Linked DNA regions of Mus musculus: regions 2 and 3 are each linked to region 1. Evidence: chromatin contacts called from public HiChIP or PLAC-seq data. All regions are on one chromosome and are shown on one strand. The core of a region is the stretch at or near the end of the contact, and the rest is flanking DNA. Distances in the headings are between cores, read along the strand shown. Region 1 holds the start of 6430573P05Rik (RIKEN cDNA 6430573P05 gene). Region 2 has its middle 4.4 kb from the start of Gm40072. Region 3 overlaps 4921511C10Rik (RIKEN cDNA 4921511C10 gene).

Region 1 (3,849 bases), core at 613-3,112:
GAAGGCTGTACCAAACTTTGTTGCATAGAGGAGAAAGAAATTAAGAAGATACTAGGATGAACCCTGGGGAACCTGGATGGTGATAATGGTGTCTTATTAATTGGGACATTTAAGGCTGTGGATGGGGGATGTTTGGGACAAGAAAAGTGGAACCAGATTTGTACACACACACTCTGAAATGTCGCATAGACTCCAAATGGGGAATGTCGGGTATATGTATTTTGCAGATCATTGGGTTTAAAATTCTCTTTTTCTGTTATTTTGCTTTTGAAGTGGAGGTTTAGCCTGGAGAATTCAAGTTGCTGCTCTAGGACTTCAGATAAAGCAGGAAGCAGTTGCTGTAAAAGCAATAAAACCGGACTTATTAGATATACTTTGTAACTTAGACTCAGTTCTCTAAATTTTGGCCCCCGCAGATCCTTTCTTTTTGGAAGTTATGCAATCCGTTTAGCGCTGTGCTGGCGAATTTAAGGACTTCCTCCCCTACTAGCTGACAGCCTGTCCCAATTGCTTACAATAATAAACTGGATATCGAAAAATATGCTTGAAAAAAAGGTTTTTAAGTTTGAATAACAATTGTCTTTAGTCTCCACACAGACTTCAAACACTGCAATCTTCTTTGAGGCTGACGCTGCACACCTCAAGCCTGGTCAGGAAGGGATGAACTCCCAAGAGCAGGGACATCTTAACACACTAATATGGGCTTTGTACCGGGCAAGTCTGGATTGGAAACTCGCGATCCTGAGAAGGTGCTCTGCCCAGTGGAAGGCAAAGTCCGACCTAGGATTATTCATTCTTGATTATGTCAGAGAACTTGCTGTCTTGGCCTCTAGATTACAACGGGCTGACCTGGTGTTTTCTTGTCCGATGTGATACCAGGTCTGGAGTTGGAAAGCCACATTCCTACCTGACTAACGCAGGAGTCATTTAAGGGTTTAGATGTCAGTGAGCGCGGAAGGTAGGAGAGCAACGTTGTCCTTGCAGTCACTACAAATAAACAGAATCCAAGGATGGTTAATGTTGCCACCGAAGCAAAATCCCAGTCAGCCCTAAGCTTTGGGAAGACCTGCCACTGCAGCCGAGTCCTCACAGGGACCTCTCCCGGGTGGGGTCAGCTTCCAGCCCGGGAAGAGGCGGGAGACGTGCCGCAAGGCCTGGGATGTGGGGTCTAGGCCAGAGAGTCGGGGTGCGGCCGCTCAGCTATGGGATCAACGATCGCAACAGCCCCGGCTGTCCTGGCTCCCACCGCACCTGGCCCCGGCAGAACGCGGCTCTCAGCGAGGGCGCGGCCCCGCCAGGCCAGCGATGGGGCGGGCCGGCGCCACGGGGCGCTCCGCCCCCGATGATGCGGCGGCCTCCGACTGGCCCCCGGCCCGTCACTCACTCCTCACCATGGTTGCAGCACAAAGCAACAAGCCCCGGAGGCCGCTTCCTCCCTGAAGAGTGGCTCCGGCGGCCGCCGAGGCGCAGGAGAAGGAAGAGGCGGGGAAGAGGAGGCGGTCGCCGTTCAGCAGACGCTTGGCGGGGCTGCGCGCTCCGCTCTCGGCCTCGCGCCCGCCGGGGACCCGTGTCTGGCCCGCCGCGCCCGCCCGCCGCACGGACGACGCACAAAGTTGCCTAGAGCGCGGGGGCCGCGCGGGGAGCAGCCGCGCTCAGGCGCCGATGGGGGCGGGCGGCTGGAGCTGCGCGGCCCGCGGGGATGCAGCAGCAGTCGGGAGGCGCGGCCGACAGTAGACGGAGGCGCGGCGCGGCCACGGCGGCCGAGGCCAGCGGGCTCGGTGGCTCCCAGACCTGAGCCGGGCTCACCAGGCTCAGCGCGCGGCCCTCCCTCTCGACCGGCGCGCGAGGACCCGGGACGCGTCAGAGCGAGCGCGGCCGGAGCGGGTAGAGCCAGGGCCCCGCCGGAGAGGCTCCGCCCGCCGTCGCTTGCACCTCCCTAAAAATAACTCGGCCCGCCGGGGCCAGCGCGATCCGCGACCGATCGGGAGCGCTGCCGGGCAGTCGCTGAGTCCGAGTCTACGGACAGCAAGCCGCGAGGAGGAGGAGGGCAGCTCCGGGCTGCACGGACCTTTCGTGCTGTCTGCGCCCCGGCCCCGCGCCTGGGCTGGTTTGCCTCGGGCAGTGGCGCTGGGCCGGGAGGCCGGCGAGTGTGTGGAGCGGACCCGGTGCGCCCCGCAGGGGGAGATGGCGTCCTACGTGGATAATAGCTTCCGCCAAGCGGTGATGAAGAACCCCGCCGAGAGGACCCCCCAGGTGAGACGCGCCGCCACCCGCCGTGGGGTTGGTGTCTGCAGACTGCGCCCTTCCAGTGCCCCGGCACTCCTCTGCTGGGGAAGCATCCCATTTCCCCCATCCAGGACCTTCCCTGCCCCAACTTCCAAGGGCATTCTTTTCAGACTGTTCTGCGATTGCTGCCCTCTCCTCTGCTGTCCTTTTCGTTGCGCTCCCCGTAGCTGACCTTGCCTGCGCCTTTGCGGGACTAGTTGTCTATAGGGTATGCCTTTCTCCGGCCACACTCCTTGGGGTTGAGTCTTGGGGTCAGGTCTCAGCTCCTCTCGGCCGGGTACTCTTGTCACCCTGACTGCAGGCTCAGTTACTCTCTTGCATGTATCCCATCTTTAGAGTTTAGGGGTGTTTAATGAGCTGTAAGCAGGAACTTGCAGGGTTGTGCGATGAACTGACTGGCCTAGGTGGGCCTTGTAAAGTGAAAGCCTGTCTTTAGTTACTACTTTACTTTCTTGAAAGAGGAATGTTGTTATCCATCGAAAGGAAAAAGTTGACAGGCCAGCGCTTTTCATTCCAATTGTAGATGTAAGTGCAGAACAGGCGTATTCGACTCCGTCTTCTTCGCAGGGCAGATTCTTTCGGTTTGCACAATATGGTCAAAATTAGATGAGTGGTTAACGTTTATACAATTGTTTATCCTCAGGTTTTTTTTTTTATTTTTAAACGGAGGGATAGCTGGTGGGTTAGATTTGATTTTTCTTAGATTGGATTAGCGAGGGAGGAGTGTTATAAAAAATGTGGTTTGATTTCCGTTGCTTACTGGCTACATGACGTAGATTCCTAAATGTTGGGATGGCGACTACAGGCGATCCTGCTTGCCAACCCTGCAGGCAAAGAAGATCTACAGATCCTTGGGGCCAGCAAAAACAGCGAGGATCCGATACTTGACAAAAGTTGCTTTGCTTGTCTGGGGATGGGATGCCATCTGTCCAAATCCAAGTGCTGCCCATCTCTGATGATGATTATTTAATGGGCGAGAGACTAGAATAAAAGCGAATCTTCCATTGGCTGCTTTTGGACAAGCCCCAAGAACGGCACCTGGTACTGTTGTTCTTGATGGTTTTCCTTTTGCTTGGTGGAGCTGTCACTTGTGGGATATGAATATAGATTACACTTGCCAAGCCTGGGAGATGGACTGTAATCGCATAAGAACGTTCACTTCACGTCTTCAGAAGTACCTACTCCAAAGGGCAGTTTTTATCAGGCACTGAGCATGCACGCCTTTGATCTGCTCCCTTCTCTGGTGGTGGTATAGCTGCCCTTCATGTGTCTTCATCATCTCTATTTGTTAAAACGGTCACTTATACCCATTTTCTGCTCTTGAAAAGACACTGCCAGTTTATTGTGTAGGCAAAGCAACTTTCACGCGATCTCTCAGTTCTTTTCAAGAACAGAGTTTGAAATGGCCAAGTGAAATTACACATGCAAACCGAACAAGGATAGTCAGTGATGTCCGAGGCCTGGTGTAGAAATGGGGAGGGTGAAATGGGGTGCTAGGTTGATTAGTTAGAATAACAGTGGAACCTACTGTCAGGTAGGGAGGGCTGTGCATGCGTGTGTGTG
Region 2 (3,849 bases), core at 662-3,161, 54 kb before region 1:
ACCTGGGCAAATCAATGCATTTCCCCACACCGCGTAGTACCAGCGAAGGTGCTAAACACCTCAGTGGCACCCTACTTCCGGGCTCCCTGCCCACTATACAGGAACTCTGCCTTCTTTTGTTTAGGTCCCCACCTATCATCTTATAAAACTCCTTTGTAAGCTCACTTTTCCGTTCATGAAATTCATTCTTTTTTTTTTAAATCTTTTTTTTTAAGATTTATTTATTTGTTAATATATCTAAGTGCACTGTAGCTGTCTTCAGACACACCAGAAGAGGGAGTCAGAGCTCATTACGGATGGTTGTGAGCCACCATGTGGTTGCTGGGATTTGAACTCTGGACCTTTGGAAGAGCAGTCGGGTGCTCTTACCCACTGAGCCATCTCACCAGCCCCCATGAAATTCATTCTTAAAATTCATGCGGCCAGAGACCGGGAAACCACTGACCTAGAACTGCTTTGATGGTTTTTAGTTTGTCTGAGACCCCTGCACCTCAAGTTATGCTCACCTGAGCTGAGAGGGAAAGCCTCTATTGTACTCAAGGAGCCCCCACTTTCCCGAATCAATATGGCCCAGGAAAGGGAAGTACCTGATCCAAGTGTGGAGTGACAGGAAGAGAAGGAGTGTGTGGAGCCACATACAGAGAGGTGGGGGTGAATGTGATCGACGTCTGCTTTCCAGCTTGCTTGAATAAGATTGAGAAAACAAAGACATGAAGAGAAAGCCAACCAACAAAGTAACAGTACCAGCGATAAAGTGATAACATCAATTAAATATGGATTTGTATATGCTGCACAGCAGGTTAAGAGAGCTGTTAAAAATGTTTATAAACTTGTCATAAAATATTATGACAGCTACTGAGCTCATTGTAGGGAACCAAAGATGACCTCTGTTAGCTTCTGGGCTCATTTCTATGAAAGAAATCACTGTTGTCAATGAATCAATACCGACTCAAGGTTTGCTGCCCAGCAGGAATGAAATCTTCTCACTCCCTTGCTTTGATAATTTAATAATTACTTCAGAGCTCATAATCACTTCAACAGATACAACTGTAGAGTCCAACACAGTGTCTCTGTAAAGACATCTAATTTTAATGTTTAGAAAAGAATGAAGCTATATATTTTTATAATCAGAAAATTTAGTAATACTGAAGTACAACAAGAAATATCTATATAGGTAAATTTAGGTCAAATTTACTATAGTTATATAACAATTTATATCTTAATTATAGAGATTGTGATGATCTGTGTTAATTGTCAATTTGATACAATCTAGAAGTACATGAGAAGACAGTTACAATGGTGGGTTATCTAGATTAGATTGGCCTGTGGATATATCTGTGAGTGATTATTTTTATTGCAATATTGAGCAAAGAAGAACCTACCCACTGTGGCACTATCCTCTAGGTAGGGGATTCTGAACTGCATAAGAGTGGAGAAAACAAGCTAAATTCTAGCATACATGAATTCATTGCTTTCTGCTCTTGACTGTGTGGTTAATGTATTGCCACTGCAAGTTCCTACTGTCTTATCTTCCCCTCAGTGATGGACAGTAGCCTGAAATTGTGAGCAAAATAAATCCTTCCTGAAGTAGCTTTTGTCAGAGTATTTTGTTACAATAACAAGGAATGAAATTAAGACAGGATCTTAGCATAAGGGTCTCTGAATTTGATCTCCAGCATTAACAGGAAAAGCCAGGGAGGGAAAAGGGAAGTGGAAAGGAAGTGAAGGACAAGGGTCAAAAAGAAAGTAGGAAAAAAGAAGAAAAGGGAAGGAGGAAGGAGAAAGAAAGGGAACGAGAAAGGAAAGTGGAAAGGGAGGAGGGGTGGAGGAGAGGGGCAAGAGGGCTCAGTACAGTTTGCAATCTGGGGAGTTTTGTGGCTCATGGGTCAAAGGTTCTTTACTTATTACTTTTCTGGGTAGTGTTAGATCACAGACACACCCCCTGCTAAAGTCAGCTCATCCAAGCCTGCATGCAGTCTGTCCCTTAGGACGAAGACCTGACAGGTGCCTGCTGCTGCTGTGACTGAGACCATGGGAAAAGCAAGCCCAGTCTTCCCCCAGCCCTACTTGCTGATCAGGAACAAGGCAACTTTGAACTACAGTCCTACCGAGTGCCTGCCTCCTGGCACATGCTGTCACGTGATCTGCCACCCCTTAGATCCCTGTAAGAGTAGAAACCACCTTTGTTCAGGGATTTGAAGGATCTTTCCTTCAGACCCTCATAACGTTCTCTCTCCTAATGGTGGTGTTCTTTGGGATCTGAAGGGAAGGCTCCTGCTCTCTTTGTGACCCCATTGAACTTATTGAGTTAAACTGTGTCTATGGTCCGGTGCTGTTTCTTCTAAGGCTGTCTCACTTCAAGATCCAATCACAAAACAGCCCGTGGTCATGAAGCACACTCTCTTAGTAAATATCATTCTAAAGGGCAATTCATGTCAGCTACTTTTTGCCCTCCCATAATTTCTAATACAGAGTAGAAATGGAACCCAGGGCCTTGAACATGCTCTGTACATGCTCTGGCACTCAGCCACACACATCCATCACTTTCCATACACTCTAGGTATGTGAGATAATGGCTCGCTGTGCCCCATTTATCCTCGGACTCCCTATGTATGCAGAGACTGACCTTGAAGTCAAAAGTTTCCTACTTCTACCTCCCAAGTGCTGAGAGGACAGTTCTGTCACCATACCATGAATTTCCTTACACTTTTTTATTATCAAACATTGTTACATCTCATAAAAGTGTTCTGGATTTATATATATAAAAAAAAGTAAACTGAATACTTACAGGCTTGGCTTCAAGCCATAAGTCTTATGTATAATATTGGCAAAGTGCTTTTTTTGGGGGGGGGGTATGGCAATCTGTAGAATAAATGAGATGTGTATAAAATGGTTATCTATATTCTGGACACAGTATGTACTCAATAAGTTTTAACCCTGTTATTGCCTCTTGCTGCTGCCAACCATGCTTTCCTGAAAGAAAATATGTATGACAAATGCAAACGTAAACTGACCATTGCTTACATTTTGTCATCTTTAAGTCTGCAAGACTGTGTCAGGAGAGGGTCTGTAGCCATCTCCCTCCTCCTCATTTGGCTCAAATTTGGGTGAAATAGGACTGTGATATAGGATTGCTATTCCCTCTCAGTCTATGTAGCTCAATTTCCACATTAATTTAAATTAAAATCAGAAAGCATCTCCATTGTTAGCACTGTATTGCTACACTACATGTTTCAAAACAAAAAACAAAAAACAAGCTGGGCGTGGTGGCGCACACCTTTAATCCCAGCACTCAGGAGGCAGAGACAGGCGGATTTCTGAGTTCAAGGCCAGCCTGGTCTACAAAGTGAGTTCCAGGACAGCCAGGGCAACACAGAGAAACCCTGTCTCAAAATCCCAACCAACCAAACAAACAAACAAGCAAAAGAATAATTAAAACAAGTGAGTCACGTTCCACGTATCTTACAATGGTGAGTTTCCATTGTTAAGTATGATGTCAGCCATGGTAGAGATGGGGTGTTCCTTTTTTCCCATGAGCCACTCGATCCCAGGAGACTAGTTGAAGCTTCTCTTGAGACAGAAACAGCTGGGACTAAGAGCTCAGCCCTGCTTGTTCTCAGGCCAGGGTGCTTTGCTCTGTTCCCCCTTACAAAGCAACCTAGCAGGTCTTTCATACTCGTGATGTGATATCTATCTATCAAGGGTTTGCTCTTGTGCTTTCTGTGTCTTCCTACTGATCCCTGTTATAATTTCTGTTGAGGCCTTTTTCACTGATTCATAAGGAAATATAACTGCCACTGGTGTGTGCCAGACATGGTAGCATGTTGCTTTCCTGGAAGTCTCCTGGTT
Region 3 (3,849 bases), core at 573-3,072, 39 kb after region 1:
TTCACACAACAGCTGCTGTGGGGGAAGGGCTGACTTAACTAGAATACTTTATGATTCCTTCAGAAATGGAAAAGAAATGTATTTGGTTACTGAGGGTAAAGTGTATTGCTCAATAAATAAAAGATCATCTTAAACAATTCTATAGTTTAGTTTTTTTTTATTTTTAGTATTTTGAATTAGTTTTCTATCTTAGTAATTGTAGTACTTATTAACAGTTTCTGGCTTTTTTTTTTCTCGTGCCAGGGTGTGTGTTAAGGCCCCGTGGGATCACCTTTGCTGTGCGATGCTCATCACCCACTTTCAGAGGCATGGAAGCACAGTGGTTGGTCAGGCTGCTGCAGTGGTCAGAGGTGGGGCTTGTGGACAGACTCAAGGCATGGTGACAAACCTCTGTAATCATAGCACATGGGTGGTTGAGGCAGGAGTCTAGTCTGAGCTCCATAGGGAGATGTTGTTTCAAAGAACAAACCAATACATAATGAAAAGCCCAAACCAAAATGGTTTTCAAGTGTTGTGAGAATGGATCCCAACAATAGGGAAGGGCGTACATTATTTGTTCACTGAGCCTGTTTTATCAACATAGATATTTATTATAAAAACAAGAATCCTTATGCATTTTGTAATAAGTCAGGAGGATTTTTTTTTCCTTTCTATTTCTGTTTCCCCTAATCTCCATATTTTCATTTTTTCTAATTTTGCTTTTGAAAAATGCTGGTGTTTGTTCTACTTTTGGTGGAAGCCTTTCCTGTGTAGTCTTGGGAAGTCTGTGGAATAGATGTGCATTGAGCTTTGTTTAGGGAGCTCTGGGGAGTTGGCTCAGTGATTAAGACCATTGCTGTGCATTTGAGAGGACCAGAGTTTGGAGCCTTACAACTCACATAAAAGGCTGAGAGTGTGTGTGCCCACTTGTTACCCCAGCACTTGGGTAGAAGACCCTTGGCACACCCTGGCTAGCCAGACTAGCTGAATGGGCGAGCTGTGTGGGTTTAGTGAGATACTCTGACTTGGTCAATGCAGTGCAGTGGGATTGAAGAGGACCCCCAGTGCTGACTGACATCTGCCCTCCACTGGTTTTCTATGCCACACACAGACTGTTCTGTGTGAAGAGCTGTAAGCTGTGTGATCAGCGTGGTTACCTTCACAGTCGCTGTAGCTGAGTCAGACGTTATATCTTCGTAAAACTGCTTATCAAAGAGGTTTTACAAGGTTGTTAGAATGACTTTTTAAAAACAATTGTTTCTCTTTCTCTTTTTCTTTCTTTTTTTTTTGTCACTGTGTCACACTGTAGCCCAGGGTAGCTTTGCTCTCTACATCAGTCTTCCTTCCTCCACCTTACAGTAGTGCTGAGACTTACAGGCTGCACCACAGCACACAGGGCCTCTGCATGCTCAGCAAGCATGCAATACATATATATACTAAGTATACAATGTTGGAAATCCAGTGTGGCTATGAGTTTATAAGTGATTCATGGGACACCCTAACTTTTATGGATTCACATTAGGTACAGAATGTAAGCTGTTGAAGAATTATTAAGATGGCCATTGGCGTATTTCGTTAACCAAGCTTGGATTGTATTAAATCCTACTGTTTCCTTACCGGTTTATCCTTGTACTCCGGACCCTTCAGTCAGTGCCTTATCTTCTCAGACGGCTGACTCTTCCGACCTGCGTTTTCTTTGACAACCTGAGGATTAGTGGTAGATATCCATCCTTTGGCATTTCTCTGATGTTTTTCCTCCTCGATGGGCCGTGGTTATGGGTGCTCCTGAGATCACAGATATAAAGAAACCACTTCCCGCTTCACATTGTTGGTGCAGACCATGACTGCTGGCTGAGTTAGCACTTGTCACGTCTCTTTCAGAACATGCCCTGACCAGAGCTTCTGTCCTTTGGATGCAAGTCTCTCAAGGGGTGGAGAGTTAAGCTTCCTTCCTGGAGGGAGGATGGAGCGTCCGTGTAGACTGCAGTACCGCATTTGAATTCTGTGAATTAGATTTTATTCATCTCAGCATGGATTTGGGCATAGTGACTCTAGATTATCACATTACATGGTATTTCTCACACTTTCCCAGCCCTTTCAGCGCATTCCTGTCCACACAGTGCTGTGGGCTCATTTTCCAGTCCAGCCCTAGGACCAGGGAGATCTTGAAAGAAGACAGGTTCTTTCTAGCACCAGGGTGCAGGGAGTGTTGTTGCTTCTGGGATGTTCCTTCTAGCATCCCCTCACAGAACCAGAAACAGATGTGCACAGACTGGCACGTGCTAAGTGTAGGTACTTGTGCTGTCAAGGCATGCATGACACTCTCTTATTTTTAGTTCTGTGCTGACAGGTAGCTAGTTCGGGACCCCACCCAGTGGGCAAGTACTCGTCCCGGAACTGTATTCCCAGGCAGCGGCTGGGCCTTTGAAGCTTCCCTGGGCGATTTTAATTTGGAGCTTAGTCTGAGGACTGCTGTTCCTCACTTTACAGAAACACAGATGAGGATGCCTTATTATTAAATATTAAAATCAGTCAATTGTATGTGCGCGTGTGCGCATGTGTGGACATGTTTGTGTGGCCATGTGTGCATGTGCGGTAAGGGGCCAGGAGAGTCAGAGTCATGTAGTAGTAGTCATGTCTAGCCACGACCTTGTGATCATCCTGCCTCAGCCTCTTGTCTTTCAAGTGCTAGGGTTATAGGCATGCACCACCATTCCTGGCTGAGTATGACATGGCTTAGTAATTGAGGAATATAGTTAGAGACTAGAGGGGTCCTTTTTCTTTAGATCCTTTTTTCTTTAGACTGAGCCTCCAGTGTCTGTATATGGTGAGGAACTATCAGCACAGGAGGGCTGAGCTTTTCCTGGCATGTATAGCATCCCCACCCCCAAACCCTGACATCGAATCTTGCTGTTTCTTTAAGAAAGGATCTATCTAGACTTTAGAAGAAAGGTAGGGCGTTCCAGGAAGGATGCTATGTAAACTTATAAGTGAAGGTTTGATTTTAAATTCAGTTGAGAATTAGCCAACTTTACAATAAGGTGAACACATTTCAGTACGTGGAAGGAAGGAAGCATATATGTTAGCTGTTTGTTTAGTGTTTGAGGGAACAAAGAACTGTGCTTTAATTTGTTACACTGTTTCTAATCCTCTCAGTCCCTAAGTGCTGCCGCTAACAAGGGCATGCACGCTGGCTGGTAGATAAAGACTTACCTTTTAATAGATGATTGATAGTCTCCTTTAGACAGGAGTGCTTTTAGTAAGTTGGGGCTATTCTAGCTCCAGGATCTTAGGGTTCCACTGCTATTAATATATGATGTTATAATTTAAAGAAGTGAATGTTTTCTCCTAGCGGTCAGAATTCTCTGTGGACTAAATAGGAGACTGTCAGTCTGTAGTAGGCAGGTAGGATTTAGAAAGGACAGTTACAGTAGCTGGTTCCTTCCCTTACTGGAACCTCTGTTATGTGGCTTTTCCTCTTTGTTCTCTAAGGAGGAAAGGAAGCAAGCACACTGTATTATCGACTAACACACTGCCTTGAACATTTCCATCTTCTGAAATGCTTGCACTCGTAAGTTGGTTTTGTTTTGGGGAATGATTACATCTGGTGTCACCAAGTGCAGATTACCATCGCTGCTCCCCCTCCCCCCCCCCCCCCCCGGCCCCCCAGCCTTCACTTTAGATTGCTCCAGAAACAGGGGGTTACTTCAAGCACTTAGAACTAGTGGTTGGTAATGCAGTTTGTCTGTCAGTGTAGTGAATTTGTTTAGTAAACCGTTTTTGGTGATAGCAGATTGAATTAATGATCAACTAAGGACATAGCAGACTCCTTCCCTCCCTCCCTCCTTTCCTTCTTGTTATACTGGGGAT

Evidence for each region. HiChIP or PLAC-seq counts read pairs in DNA pulled down with a chosen protein or histone mark.
Region 2: a contact with region 1 is called in an H3K4me3 HiChIP or PLAC-seq map of the SCID.adh cell line, with 33 read pairs. The contact joins the enhancer-like site here to the promoter of 6430573P05Rik in region 1. A contact is called at or near these places in 2 of 39 promoter capture datasets (liver and macrophages), 14 of 484 Hi-C or Micro-C datasets (DN3 thymocytes, the HL-1 cell line, the MNK3 cell line and 9 more), 5 of 115 datasets of contacts at active chromatin or transcription factors (CD8 T cells, the SCID.adh cell line, embryonic stem cells and 1 more) and 3 of 9 other capture datasets (adipose tissue, liver and pancreatic islet).
Region 3: an H3K4me3 HiChIP or PLAC-seq map of the SCID.adh cell line shows a contact between it and region 1, with 54 read pairs. The contact joins the enhancer-like site here to the promoter of 6430573P05Rik in region 1. A contact is called at or near these places in 1 of 15 datasets of contacts at CTCF or cohesin (CD8 T cells), 33 of 484 Hi-C or Micro-C datasets (the AML12 cell line, the Ba/F3 cell line, the C2C12 cell line and 20 more), 17 of 115 datasets of contacts at active chromatin or transcription factors (the 230-238 cell line, CD4 single positive thymocytes, CD8 T cells and 11 more) and 3 of 9 other capture datasets (adipose tissue, liver and pancreatic islet).

The regions. Positions count from the first base shown.
Region 1 is chr3:79,284,868-79,288,716 of GRCm38.p6, reverse strand. 6430573P05Rik (RIKEN cDNA 6430573P05 gene) reads right to left here and starts at 1,862. Exons shown (of 2, transcript NR_165170.1): 1 at 908-1,862; 2 at 1-338. It also overlaps a transcript of Rapgef2 not described here.
Region 2 is chr3:79,339,018-79,342,866 of GRCm38.p6, reverse strand. It overlaps a transcript of Gm17359 not described here. Among named protein-coding and RNA genes, the nearest start is that of Gm40072, 4.4 kb to the right of the region's middle. Within about 2 kb of position 1,911, at least 5 of the 459 cell types and tissues checked have an H3K27ac peak or open chromatin away from gene starts, as enhancers often do. A contact at or near this core is called in the SCID.adh cell line and liver, where this site is marked.
Region 3 is chr3:79,246,309-79,250,157 of GRCm38.p6, reverse strand. It overlaps 4921511C10Rik (RIKEN cDNA 4921511C10 gene), which reads right to left. Exons shown (of 3, transcript NR_045502.1): 2 at 1,597-1,981. It also overlaps a transcript of Rapgef2 not described here. Among named protein-coding and RNA genes, the nearest start is that of 4921511C10Rik, 35 kb to the right of the region's middle. Within about 2 kb of position 1,822, at least 65 of the 459 cell types and tissues checked have an H3K27ac peak or open chromatin away from gene starts, as enhancers often do. A contact at or near this core is called in the Ba/F3 cell line, the C2C12 cell line, CD8 T cells and 8 more, where this site is marked.